Linked DNA regions of Mus musculus: regions 1 and 2 are each linked to region 3. Evidence: chromatin contacts called from public Hi-C data. All regions are on one chromosome and are shown on one strand. The core of a region is the stretch at or near the end of the contact, and the rest is flanking DNA. Distances in the headings are between cores, read along the strand shown. Region 1 overlaps Gm39349 (a long non-coding RNA gene). Region 2 has its middle 15 kb from the start of Gm51682. Region 3 overlaps Gm34974 (a long non-coding RNA gene).

Region 1 (4,385 bases), core at 695-3,194, 540 kb before region 3:
GGATTAGATTCCAAAAGGTGAAGGCATTATGGAAGAAGTGCCCCTGACTGCCCACCACTCCACACCTTGCTGACGGATCACCTTTCCGTTCGCTCCTTTCATAACGTTCCCTGGCAGAGACCCAGTTCTCACTGGTGTGGTGGCAGTGGGCCCTGGGCCAGACAGTGGATTGCATGCTCACTGACTACTTCCTCTCTTCTGAGCCCTACTTCACTTACGTCATGATCACCACAGTCCCCAGGTGACACCTGCATCTTCAGGAGCCTCACTACTGAAGAACATGAAGGCCGGGAACAGCCTGAGCCACCTGTCCACGTTACCTGAATAACAAGTGCTGGAGCTACCTGTGAGCACAGCCAGCTGGATTCCAGGGCCTTCAGGCTTGGCCTCAGGGAGGACCGCTGGGCCTTATTCCAAGTACAGATGGCGCTTCAGCCATCTTGGGCTCCTGGACCCCACTCTAAAGACGAGAGGGGGGAAACCTGGTGTCAGCTTTTTCTGGTTCCTGATTCTGGTGTTCCTGAAGCTAGACTTAACTGCCCCTTCAAAATGCAACAGAGGCCAGATTTGGGCCAGGTCTTCTGCAGAGTCACTTTGGCACTTAATTGCTTATTATTTAATTGCTTTATTGGGTAGTAAAAAATAAAGTGATCTACTGCAAAGTTATTAGCAAATTCCCGTTTTAAGGGAATAATTACTGAATTCTCCCTGTCTGGGTTGAGTAATTCCCTCCAAGATGCTCAGGGACACTAAACATCTTCGCCAGGGCTGCTCACAGCTCTGTAATATGCAAATAAAGTAACTCTGTAATTACCAATAAAATGCTTACTGAAGTGACAAATTTTACTCAGCAGTGAATTGAGTGTGGGGGGGTGGCGTCATTTGTTTTTAAGGCTCCTTTAACCTTGTTAGCTGGCACTTGTCTTCGAGCTGTTTCATGGTCATTTAAAAAGACAAGGAAGCCCACGGAGGGGGGGGACGGGGTGGGGGGGAGCATAGATAGGGAAAGGCCCTCCTGGGAGCCCTCTCTTCCCACCAGCCCTGCCCTGCCTTGTCCTGTGGGGCCACTGTGGATGCACAGGGCAGGCTAGCCAAAAGGTTTCTGTGTGGACCAAGCACAAGTTTCAGGGCTGATCCTTCCAGATGGACCAAAAGAGACCCATGCCTTGCATCTTTGAGGCAACAACACTGAGCCCAGTTGCTTGGCCCCCCTCACCTTTCAGTAGAAGTGTTTAATCAATGCTACCTCATTCCCAGAGCTATTCAGATCCTCCCAAGGCTTGGGTTTGGTTTTGGGGTTTGGTTGCTATGATAAATACCCTGATGAAGGCAACTTACTGGAGAGAAGACTGACTAAGCTCAATCATGTGGAGGTTGAGGGTCCCAGCAGTCAGAGCTCGAGGCACCTCATGACGTTGTATTCACAGTCAAGAAGCAGTTATGGGATGCTTACATTCCACTCCATCTCTCTTTTTATTCAGTCCAGGGGCCATCCAGCCCATGATATACGGTGTGGCCTACATTCAGGGTGGAACCTCCCATCTCAGTTCACCCACATAAGGAAAAACCCTTACAGTCATGCCCAAAGGCCTTTCTGGTCTACACAATCTCTCACTGAGACTCCCTTTCCAGGTAATTCCAAATCTTGTCATGGCAACGATCAACACTAACCATGCTTTGGTCAGCATGGGCTGGATAAAACAAGTCCAGACCTCTGTGGTAAGTCATCAAATTGGATTTCTTGCTCACTAGTATTCTATGTGTATCCTAGGTCGGGAGGCACTTGGCGAAAGTTGGGGAAAACAGCCACCTCTTCAAGCACTGCTGGCCTGTCACCATGCAGGAAGAAACAGGAAGCACTCGTCACCCTAGAATGATGGCCACTTCCTCTCACACATCATTGTCTGGAACTGTTCCCATGGCTCCACCTAAGCACATTGGGTCAAGAAGTGAAATTCCACCCAGTGCCCAGAAGGAGAAGCAGGAGTGTAGTGCAGTTGCTACCACAGCATGGGCTTTAAAAGGAGAATGAAAACCCGCAAGACAGCTCAGTGGGTGAAAGAGCTTGGCGGGGCCAGCCCGGTGACATCTGTTCAAGCTCTGGAACTCAAAAAAGGCGGAAGGAGAGAACCAACCCCAAAAAGTTGTTTTCTGTCCTCCACACACTGTCCCTACACACACACACACACACACACACACACACCTTTAAAGCTGAGTAGGAATGAAATCCTTTGCTGGGGCGTGGTGAGGGGACTGGGAATGTGCACATTCAGCAAGTTCCGCACAGCACATGGTACTGGATGCTCAATGCATGCCTAGTGACAAACATCCAGGTAGCTCCAAATGCTCTCTCTGCCCCCTTTTTCTCTTTTCCTTCCACACTTACTCTCTGGGTCCCTACTGATTGTGGTGAGAAGAGAAAGCCTTCATAGAATGGATGATGATCGGACCCAGTATATGAGAAGAGGTGACTCGAAAGGAGGGAAGGTGTGGACAAAGGCTGGGAAGACCATGTGCATAGTCAGCAATGCAGGGACAAATGTCACAGCAGAAGGTCACTCACGGATACTACCTACCTTCAGTAGAGGGCTATCCTCAGCACAAGAGAGAAAGAGCTGCATTCTGAAGTCAGTGCGCCAATCAGGAAGATTCCTTGATATGCCTGCCCATAACCCTGAACTGCGAAAATTTTCCTTGGGAAATGAGTCAGAGTTGGGTGAACAGAAACTTAGTTCTGAGCACTGGGAGATGGCTTGGTGGATAAGAGTGTCTAATGTTCACACATGAGATCCTAAGTTCAAATCCCCAGGACCTATGTGGAAGCCAAGTGACCCTCTTGTAACTCTAGCACTGAGGAGAGTGGAAACCAGGGATTCCCAACTAGCACAACCCTCAACTGGGAGCTCCAGCCTCAGTGAGACCCTGTCTCAAGGGGACAAGGCAGACAATAGCAGGTCAGAGCACCTGATGCCCTCTGCCGCTAACTAATTCATGTGAACAGTCATGTGCCACCACTACCCTCAGCCTTAAGACAAAGGTGAGAGAGACAGAAACTTTTATGTGAGACCTAGCTCTCTGCTGAGGCCTACACCTCCTGACTGAAGTCCCGAGTCCCCTCCAAAGTCCTAGGACATTCTCCCCAAAGCACAGAGCCTAACCTTCTCTTTCCCTTCTGTTGCCAGAGGCTGCATTTCTGGGTGACCACATTTGCCCCCGGGATAAGTCTTTTCCCTTCTATTTGCATTAGTAACTGCTCAAAGTCCCACGAGGCCCTGGAGCCCAGCCAGCCACATCCTCTCACACTGGACCAATTGTTTGTGGCAAATGCCTTGCTTTTGAACTCTGGACCTCTGAGAGGAAACAGTTTCAATAGGAATAACTCGGAACTCTCCCAGGCCCTGCCATCTGGGCGTCTGGAATGGAGCTTCCAGGATATATGGCTCTTTTGAAGGAAGCCCATTCAATGGATGATTGTACTCTCATTTAATATGCCTGGGAGTGGTCTTGTATACTGGCCAGTGGAGGGTTTTTTTTTTTTTTTTTCATTCAACACTTACTGATCTCTTACTGTGACTGAGATACTGAGATGGATATGGGGGGGAAAGCAGGGACCTTATTTCCTTACTATTTACTTATTTACTTGGTCGGTAGGTCATTTCACAAGCACCCACGCTGGTCATGAACTCACTAGGTAGTCAAGGATAAACCAGAACTTCTTTCCTCCTGTCTGCACGTCTGGAGTGCTGGGATTACAGATGTGTGCCCCACATTTTATTTAATTCCTGCTTTTGGTGGGTTTGGACAAAGAGCATGAAGTATTAAATTCTATTTCATGGGGTCATGGGGCTGAAGAGATAGCTCAGCAACTGAAGAACACTTATTCCCTTTGTAGAGAACCCAAGTTCAATTCCCAACACCCACATAGTGGTTCATAAACTTCTGTGACTCCAGTGCCAGGGGACCCAAAGCCCTCTTCTAACCTCCTCAGGAACCAGTCACACACACATGGTGCACACACATCCATGCAGGTGAAATACCCATAAAATAAGATAAATAAATGTAAAAATATTTTTAAAGTTATTGTTCTATAACTTCCTTGGTGCACTGCGTAGGGCAAAAGATGAGTTTCTGGCTCTGAAATGTAGAAGGTTCCAGAATGTTAAGGAATGACTGTCAAGGATGGGAGATATTTCTCAGGTCTCCTCTTTGGGTCCCATAGCAACCTACGACAGAGGCTGATAAAGCCCATTGCCTAAGCCCCTCCCCACAGTGATCAAGGACCTGAACACTCATCCCACGTCCCTTGACTCGGGTCACTGGACAGCTCCTGACCTCTCAGGCCACCATGGATACCACACAAGCAACCTTGCTCAATCCTCCCAGAA
Region 2 (4,470 bases), core at 1,047-3,546, 640 kb before region 3:
AAATGAAGGAGTGAATTCAAGCAAGCAGAGAGGCCCTAGATCCTAACCCATGTTCTGTCTCCAGCAGTCGGGGTCCCAGATGTAGTTAGACTGGTCTTCCTCTCTCTGAGACAGCATCCTCTCTCCCTCCCCTGGGTCCCTACCTTATAACTCACTGCTCTCATCCCCACATTCAATTAAATTCCACCACCCCTGGCAAAACTTAGCTTATGTTAAGGTCCAAGAAACAGACACCAAGAGAGGCTGGAAGGAGACGTCGAAGCTTCTCTTCAACTAAGACTCACAACCAGCTCAATTCCACATAGCCCAGAAGTTTCTGGTAGCTGGCTCTCAAACAATAAAACTATATATTCTGGATATATTTCCAGAAATAGAGCCTAGCCCCCTCACGGTATGTTGTGTGTGAGGGGGAGAGGGAGGGGGGATACTCAGTAACTTCCAAGCACACACGATGGGGTGGGTCCCCAGCTATGCACAGCCACAGCATGGACTAAGTGGCATCCCCAGGAACCCTCACTCACTCCAGGAGGGTCCATCATCCTAGCTTACAAAAGGGAATTTAAGAACTAACAAAGCCAGAGAAGGGAAGCCAGCTTGGAGGCAGCTTAAAGGAGAATCCTCTGCAGCCTCTGCAGCCTCTGCAGCCTCTGCAGCCTCTGCAGCCTCTGAGGCCCGCCCCTGTGATATCAAAGACAACAACCGGGTCAGTCCCCATGGTGACGCAAGAGACTAAGTCTCTTGCTTTAACCATCAGTTCATGAGTCCCCAGAGCCCCACAACAGTGCTGAGGGACACATTGGCACATGACCTGCTCAGTGACACAGTAGCCAGACCCCTTCTTTCCACCCCACAATAAGCAACGACACTGAGGACAAAGAGGGCAACAGACTTGCACTGGCAAATAAATAACCTATTAGGGGCAGGCGAGACCAGGAAGAGATCCTGCCTCAAATAACAGGCGGGTAGTGTTCATGGGGAATGACACTCAAGGTTTCCCTCTGTCCTACACATACATATATGTCCGTCTGCAAACGATACATATGCACTCACACCCACAGAGCATACACAATCCTGGTAGTTATTATTACTGTTTACATAGAACACGTGAGCCCTTTAAATGGTCCCCCTCCCAGAAAGCTGTGTGTTTTCTGAGCACTAGAGATAGCAGCAGGGTCTCTAGGTGAGGGCAAGGTGACTGTCCCCCCCCCCCCCACTCTAAGTGGCTCAGGAACAAACAGGAGCTAGGAGAAGCCTGCTGCCCCCACCCCCACCCCCACACTGTGGTATGAATCCATTTGGCCATCTTTTAAGATGAGGCCTAAGCAAGCTCAAGGCCAAAGCTGTCATGGTCTTGGATCTTGGGAGCAATGGGCAGCTCCTTTAGGCCCAGTGAAACGCCTGGTTTGCAATTGAATTGGCAGTGACTAACACGGCATAACAGCTACAGTAAAACAGATCATGGGAAATGTAATGGCCCATGGTCAGCAATCACTGAATTATTTATGTCATTCTTTCTTCTTCAGAGCTCTCTCCCTCTCATTCTTCCCCCAGCACTGCAGCCCTCGTCTGGCCGTCTGCAGACTGCTGAATAACAGAAGCACAAAGAGACCACCGAGACCCAAGAGCACAGAGACTGGAGGTTTCTGAGTAGCCATGGTGGAGGGGGTAGAGGTGGGGCTGATGGCTTCATTTTCTCGGCTGCCAAATTAAGGGCTCTCTCCGCTGAACTGACAACAACTTAAGCTTGCGTTGCTTTTCTGGTTCATTGAGGATCTCCACGTTCTTACGCCTGTCAGGTAAGAATGATGTGACCCTCCTTCCCAGGTTCCAGCAAATACACTGGGAGTTAAATTGTAAATAGCTGGAGCCAGAGCCAAAGCCAAAGCCAACAAAACAAAACAAAACACCCCACATGCATACACATGAGAACAACTTGCATTTCTGTAGTGTGGCCCTTCCCAGCATCCCTGACAGCATCAGGGAGAAAATGGAGGATACCACAGAGAAACGGGACTCGGTCTGTCCTGCAGTATACATTTTTGTCATGCACATGTCTCAGATGCAGCTGATACCCAGGAGTGTGGTTTTCCAAACCATAGGTCCTGCTGGCTGATAGACGAGTTTCCCACACACTACTTGGAATGGCTATGCAATGGTAGCCAGACCCAGAGATGCCCCAGGACTGGAAGTCATTCCCACACATCTCTGTGTCTCCTCAGGGACAGTTGCATTGTCTTGGCTCCTTACACAGTGCTCAGTCGCTGCAACTTTGACCCTCATTTCATAATTCAGAAACCTAAATCCCCCTCACACTTCCTCTTAGTAAGTTGCTTTCACTTCCTTTTCTTAAAAAAGCAATTTCATATACTTACCATAATTTTATTACTTATTAGAAATTTTAACATGTCCTTAAATACCAACATCATTATTATTGTTATATTACTACTATTGTTCTTTTTTTTTTAATTAATTAGCGACTTTAATTTTACGTGTATGCGTGCCTGAGCACGTGCACATTCATTGCTTGTCTGCAGGTGTCCACTGAGGCAGGAATAGGGCAATAGATGTCCTGGTTAAGGGCGACTGACTGTGAGGCTCTGGTGTTGGGGGCTGGGAATCAAATCCGAGCCTTGGAGAGAACAACAGCAAATACTCTTAACCACTGAGCCCTCTCACCAGCCCTTAATGTTTGCTTTTGTTAGTAGTCACTCTAACTGTAACGCTGTATGAATCCCTGGTTCTGTATCTCCATTACACACACACACACACACACACACACACACACACACACTTGCAATCCTCCCCTATCAGCTTCCCAAGTGCTATGACTTTAGGCATGTGCCACCATGCCTGGCTAGATCTATTACTCTATTATTATCTATAAATATGAAGTTTAGATGAATTTAAAGATTTGGGAGAGTTTATAGACCAATTGATTAAATAAATAAATAAATAAATAAATAAATAAATAAATAAATAAATAACCAGCCCCCGAAAATGAATGAAGAAAGGGTTTTATCGCCATAAAAACAAAAGCAGCTCAGAATGGCAGGCAAAAGGAACAAGAAGGTGATAAAAGGTTTTTAGAAAACTGGGACTATTGACACACACCTTGAATCCCAGCACTCAAAAGTCAGAGGCAGGTTGATCTCTGAGTTCCAGGCCAGCCAGGTCTACAGAGTTTCAGACAGCCAGGGCTACACAGAGAAACCCTGTCTTGAGAAAAAGAAAAGAAAAAAAAAAATTGAGAGAGTTTTTTTTTTTTAGAAATTAAATTTTTGTTGGCTAAAATGAAAAGCATCATAAAAGACCTGGAAGGGAAGGAAGGATCAGTCAAGTCGACGGGGTAGCTCAGAACACACATTAAATGTTGACGTGGTCTCCTGAAAGGGGGAAGACAAAAAAAAAAAAAAAAAAAAAAAAGATGAAGTAAATCTCAGAAATCCAGCGCCCAACTGACTGAGTACTGGCTGGGAAACCGAAGCCTTTGAAGAGGACTCATCACACAATAAAGAAATTTCCCCTGTGCTGAAGACAGGGAGGGATTTTCCAGTTAAAGGTGACTACCGTATTATCAAACTCTTTTGGTTTCATCTGACAGAAACCCAACTGCAAGGGTTCAAAGAAAGAAAGTAATACATTGGTTAATCCAGCTTTGGTTCAGAGACCAACCGTGGAAATCCCCTTTCCCTCCCTCTTCCCTTCCCTCCCTCCCTCTACACCTCCCTTCCTCCATCCCTCCCTCCCTCCCTTCCTCCCCCCTCTCTCTACACCTCCTTCCCTCCCTCCTTCCCTCCCTCCAACCCACCCTCCAGCCCTCCCTCCGTTCCACTCTTTCTGCCTCCTCTCCCTCTTTTCCTCTTCCCCTCTTCTCTCTCTCCACTCCTTCCCTCTCTCGCCCTAACTAGCCTGTCCTATCTCTCCAGGTTGGCTCCCCAGGCAGGCTCTCTGTTATGGTGGCTAAGAGTCTCTACCACTTCCAACTTCACCTCATCCTTGTACCTAGACTCCTCTGACTCCAGAAGAGGAAGAATATAGTCTTGTTTCTCGGCACTATGATCACTGCTCAAAGACGTTCTCTAATTGGCTTTGTTCTGGTCAGTGTTTCCCTCTCTGCACCTTCTCAGGCTGGAGAGATACAGCATTCAGATGGCTACCCTGGGGCAGGGAGAGAGAAAGGACTCCTTAACACCACAATGAGTGTGCTAGGGAAAGTTCCCCCAGTTCCCAAGGGAAAGGAAGGCAAGCTAAGGCAAAAAGCAATAGCTGCCTCCAGTTTTCTCTGAATTGAACAGGTGTAAAGCAAAGAAGACACACACTTAATGGACCAGGAAGATTCTTGGACTCTACCAAGCAGCGGGAAGTCTTAAAACTTCTCAAGGAAAAAAAATAAGGTAGCTAAAAAGAAAGCACAATCAAAGTAGCCTTTGGGACCTGGGGAGATGGCTCTGTCAGAAAGGTGCTGACTGG
Region 3 (4,379 bases), core at 1,479-3,978:
AGACACACCAGAAGAGGGCATCAGATCCCATTACAGATGGTTGTGAGCCACCATGTGGTTTCTGAGAATTGAACTCAGGACCTTTGGAGTCCTGAGCCATCTTTCCAGCCCTCTTACTTTCTTTATTAGGGTTACTATTGCTGTGATGAAACACCATGACCAAAAGTAACTTGGGGAGGGAGGGGTTTATTTGGCTTACATTTCCACATCATTATTCATCACTGAAGGCTGTCAGGACAAGAGCTCAAACTGGGCAGAACCTGGAGGCAGGAGTTGAAGCAGAGAACATGGAGGGGTGCTGCTTACTGCCTTGCTCCTCATTGCTTGCTCAGCCTGCTTTCTTATAGGACTCAAACCACCACTTATAGTCCCACCTCACAGGAGGCTGAAGCAGGAGAGTCACCAGTTTGAGCCCAGCCTAAGATCAGAAAAAAAGATGAGTTTATACTTGAGTGGGGTGAGATCCTTAATCTAATATGCCTATGCCTACTGATATGTGTGTGTGAGAGTATATATATATATATATATATATATATCTTGTTTTTAATTATATTATGTGTATCAAGTATCTGTGTGTATGTGTGTGTGTGTGTGTGTGTGTGTGTGTGTGTGTGTGTGTGTGTACATATGAGTGTGGGTGGCTACCTGTGAGTTTCAGATGTTTGTGAGACACTAGATGTAGGTGCTGGGAATCAAACTTAGGTCCTCTAGAAGAGTACCAAGTGATCTAACTTCTGAGCCATCTCTCCAGCCCCATAGTGTTCTATAGAGAGAGGAGACTCCCAAAACAGTCATCCTGGAGAAAAAACAGCCAGGAGACAGCAAGACGTAGGAGCTTCAAGCCCAGGAACATCAAATACCACCATGAGAAAGGGATGCAACCCGTCCTTCCCTGCAGTCCTTGCAGAAAACACAGCTCTACAGATGCCTTGGCCTTGGCCTTCCAGCCCTCCAGCTCCCAGAACCCCGTGTCTGATTCAGGCAATAGTGGAAGCTGTGGTACTGCACGGTAACAGTCCTCAGAAACCGATGTACGGCTGTAGGAAGCCGCTTCCCGGATTATAGTGGTTGAGACCTTGCCTGTCCTGTTTCAAAGGAAACATGCCAGTGCAGATGACAAGGCAGGCAGAACAAAAGGATGATGACAGGCAGAACTAGGGCAGTGGGCTTGGGAAGTGACAGACTGAGAAGCTGTGGAGGCCCTTGAGCGCCAGATGCAAAAGTCAGCAAGCCTGCCTGCATCCCAGGAAGCCAGCTCCTAAAAATAACCCTCTGTGGTGCAGGAGCTAGCTCATCAAGGGACCCCCTAGCCTCTGAACCAGCTCAGGCCACCCCCTTTACCCTCCAGGGTTGAGCACGTGACTATAATTGCAGCACAGAGACCCAGATGGCACCTGGAACCCAGGTAGATAATTCTGCTGCACCCCAACCCTTGCTGAGCCCAGAGACCCAGGGAGCTTTTGGCTAGAGCCACGGAGCAATCAAGTCCTCTCTGGACCGAGGCGCGATATGATGACCTTTGTGCTCGAAGCCCTCTCCTTTGCCGGGATGATACGCATAATTGAGATCTGCGAACAAAGAAAGATGAGACAGGAAGGGACTTGAGCGAATGACACCCTGCGTGCTGGGGCAGGGCAGGGTTCACGCCCTCACTAGCAGAGCTGGCCCTCAGCCCAGTATCTGCATGATGAACATGAAAGCCACCAACTCAATTACCTCAAAGGCCTTTTCTGCCTCCATTTTTTTCTCACTACAGGGACTATGCACCCTGCCAGAGGCCTTGTACTCTCTCAAGTCCTTCATCCTAGCCCGCCCACGCCTCCCCCCCCCCCAATTCCAAACCCGTGGTTAATGGCTGCCATGCTCCTGTCACATCCCAGGTTGCACAATGCCGAGCAACAGGCAAAAATCTGGAAAGCTGGTCAAGTGGGGAGAAGAGCCACTGAACCTCACTTTAAGATGTTGCTGTGAAGACGCCTCTAGGCTGGAGAGGATGCGGGGTCTGGAAAGTGCTTGCCTTTTAGCAGGAGGACTTGAGATGGACCCACAGAACACATGTCAAAACATCCAGGCGAGTGTGGTGGCATGCTTGTGCCATCCCAGCTCTGAGGAGGCAGAGACAGGTAGATCCCTGGGACTATCTGGCCCAACATCCTAGCCTAATTAGTAAACCTCAGGGCTCAGTGAGAGACTCGGCCTATAAAACAAGGTTGATGGTTTCTAAAGAATGATGGCCAGTACCAGGTAGACTCCCATACATACATGTGTGGGGAGAGAGACAACGAGAGAGAGAGAGAGAGAGAGAGAGAGAGAGAGAGAGAGAGAGAACAGGCCACTGAGAGCAGGGACTACACGCCCTTTTGTTCCCAGCAGAAGCTCCATCCGCAGCTACAGACCTGACCCACAGCAAAGGCTCAGTAAATATTTGTGGCATGGGCCAGAGACCACTTTATGCATAGTGCGTGTGGACATGCAGAACAGAAAAGGGAGCAGGGCTTCATGGTCCCTGTGGTAGGGTCAGGACCCTGCCGGGCCTTGGTGTGAGTGAATACCTAGTGTGTTCCTCCTCAGGCCCTCACTCCTATTCTAAGGAGCACCATAGCCCCAGAGACAAGGATCTTGACACAACACCCAAAGCTGGCCCAGAACACATGACTAGCGTGGCTGCGGGCTTGAGCATTTTCTCACCAATCCGGGCTAAATATAAAACGGGAGAAATGAAAGGGGATGTGGACAGGACATGTGGGAGGTGGACCAGAAGGAGCGATCAGAGGGAAGCTGGCCACCAGCCTGTTTGGTAGTAAGCAAGCTAATCACAGAGGAAATTTAAAGTGAGTTTCCTTGAAGGAACAGGGAGAGAAAAAAACTACAATTGTTCCCCTCTGCTCTGTGTCCCAGCCCACGCCCTCCATCTGGACCCAGAGAAGTTATGAGAGGTCAGAGGACTGACCTTCTGAAACACTTCCAGGCAGCCAAGAAATGCAAACACATCCACATATGCATGCGAATATACACATATGCACATCCATAAACACACACTCATATGCATGTATACACATACAAACATCCATAAACACACCCACTCACACATGCATATATATATACCCATACACATCCATAAACACACACATTCATATGCACATATATACACATCCATAAACACACACACGTTCACACATATACATATATACATACATACACACACATGCATACATACACACACACTCACACATGCACATATATACATACACACACTCACACATGCATATATATACACACATCCATAAATACACACACGTTCATACATGTACATATATACATACATACACACTCACACATGCACATATTTACATACATACATACACACACACTCACACATGAACATCTATACATACACCCATCCATAAACACATACACACACTCATATGCACATATATACATACACGCATCCATAAACTCATACACACAAATGCATATACACATACACACATCAAAACCCCACATACTCACGAGCACATATACACGTATAACACACACTCCGAGAAATTAAAAGACATAATATAAGAAATGAAAAAAACACTTCAAGGCTGTTGTTGCCTTTTGCTCTGTTCCGTGTTATTGGGCAGTTTTGTTGGGTTTTGTTTTGTCTTACATTATTTATTTATTTGGAGACAGCACATGCATGCTATGACACACATGTAGAGGTCAGAGGACAACTTGAGAGAGTCGGGCCTTTTCTTCCATGGTGTGGACCCTGGAAAAGAACTCAGATCAACAGGCTTGGCAGCTTAGTGCCCTTACCCACTGAGCCATCTCACTGGGCCCTGTGTTAGAGGGAGCTTTGTGTGGCCTTGTTTGTTTGTTTGTTGTTTCGAGATAGAGTCTTGTGCATCCCAACTTAGCCTAGAGCTCAATTTGTGACAACCACTGTCCTCTTCTGCTCGGGACCTTCCCAGGACCCCCCTCTGGCTTATTTGACAAAGCCTGGGGTCCTGAAAAGAGCTAACAGTAACCTCACCTTCCACCCTGACAAAACCTCAAGTGACTGACTCTCTGTGGCCTACGAGACAGGCCATCTGCTCCCTTCCTGCCTGGGTTTGTGACTCCCCCTCTCTACCAGAAGCATTTTTTTCTCTTGTCTACCTCACCAGCCTCATGCACCTGTTGAGGTGGGTCATCTTGACTAGCGTCCTCCCCACCTCCTTACCTTCCAGGGCTCGAGTGTGGGAAGCCTGAGCCCCTGCATGTGTCCCCTCCCTTCCTCTGTTCCTTTGCTTTCTCCTGTCAATCATTCATTCATTCATTCATTCATTCATTCACGTCTCAAGGCACAGCACCAGCTTCTCCCCTGTGCCCCAACCAAAACAAGCCACTTCCCG

The links. Hi-C and Micro-C count contacts between places; a contact is called where the count stands out from the background.
Region 1: a contact with region 3 is called in a Hi-C map of bone marrow-derived macrophages, with 24 read pairs. The contact joins two enhancer-like sites. A contact is called at or near these places in 1 of 15 datasets of contacts at CTCF or cohesin (embryonic stem cells), 1 of 484 Hi-C or Micro-C datasets (bone marrow-derived macrophages) and 1 of 115 datasets of contacts at active chromatin or transcription factors (embryonic basal ganglia).
Region 2: a contact with region 3 is called in a Hi-C map of bone marrow-derived macrophages, with 12 read pairs. The contact joins two enhancer-like sites. A contact is called at or near these places in 1 of 15 datasets of contacts at CTCF or cohesin (embryonic stem cells), 3 of 484 Hi-C or Micro-C datasets (bone marrow-derived macrophages, embryonic retina and embryonic stem cells) and 3 of 115 datasets of contacts at active chromatin or transcription factors (acute myeloid leukemia, embryonic basal ganglia and embryonic stem cells).

The regions. Positions count from the first base shown.
Region 1 is chr9:61,347,972-61,352,356 of GRCm38.p6, forward strand. It overlaps Gm39349 (a long non-coding RNA gene), which reads left to right. Exons shown (of 5, transcript XR_870815.2): 5 at 204-757. Among named protein-coding and RNA genes, the nearest start is that of Gm39349, 11 kb to the left of the region's middle. Within about 2 kb of position 1,945, at least 39 of the 459 cell types and tissues checked have an H3K27ac peak or open chromatin away from gene starts, as enhancers often do. A contact at or near this core is called in bone marrow-derived macrophages, where this site is marked.
Region 2 is chr9:61,240,080-61,244,549 of GRCm38.p6, forward strand. No RefSeq gene overlaps it. Among named protein-coding and RNA genes, the nearest start is that of Gm51682, 15 kb to the right of the region's middle. Within about 2 kb of position 2,297, at least 38 of the 459 cell types and tissues checked have an H3K27ac peak or open chromatin away from gene starts, as enhancers often do. A contact at or near this core is called in bone marrow-derived macrophages, where this site is marked.
Region 3 is chr9:61,883,448-61,887,826 of GRCm38.p6, forward strand. The region is part of intron 1 of Gm34974 (a long non-coding RNA gene); the gene reads right to left. Among named protein-coding and RNA genes, the nearest start is that of Gm34974, 13 kb to the right of the region's middle. Within about 2 kb of position 2,729, at least 8 of the 459 cell types and tissues checked have an H3K27ac peak or open chromatin away from gene starts, as enhancers often do. A contact at or near this core is called in bone marrow-derived macrophages, where this site is marked.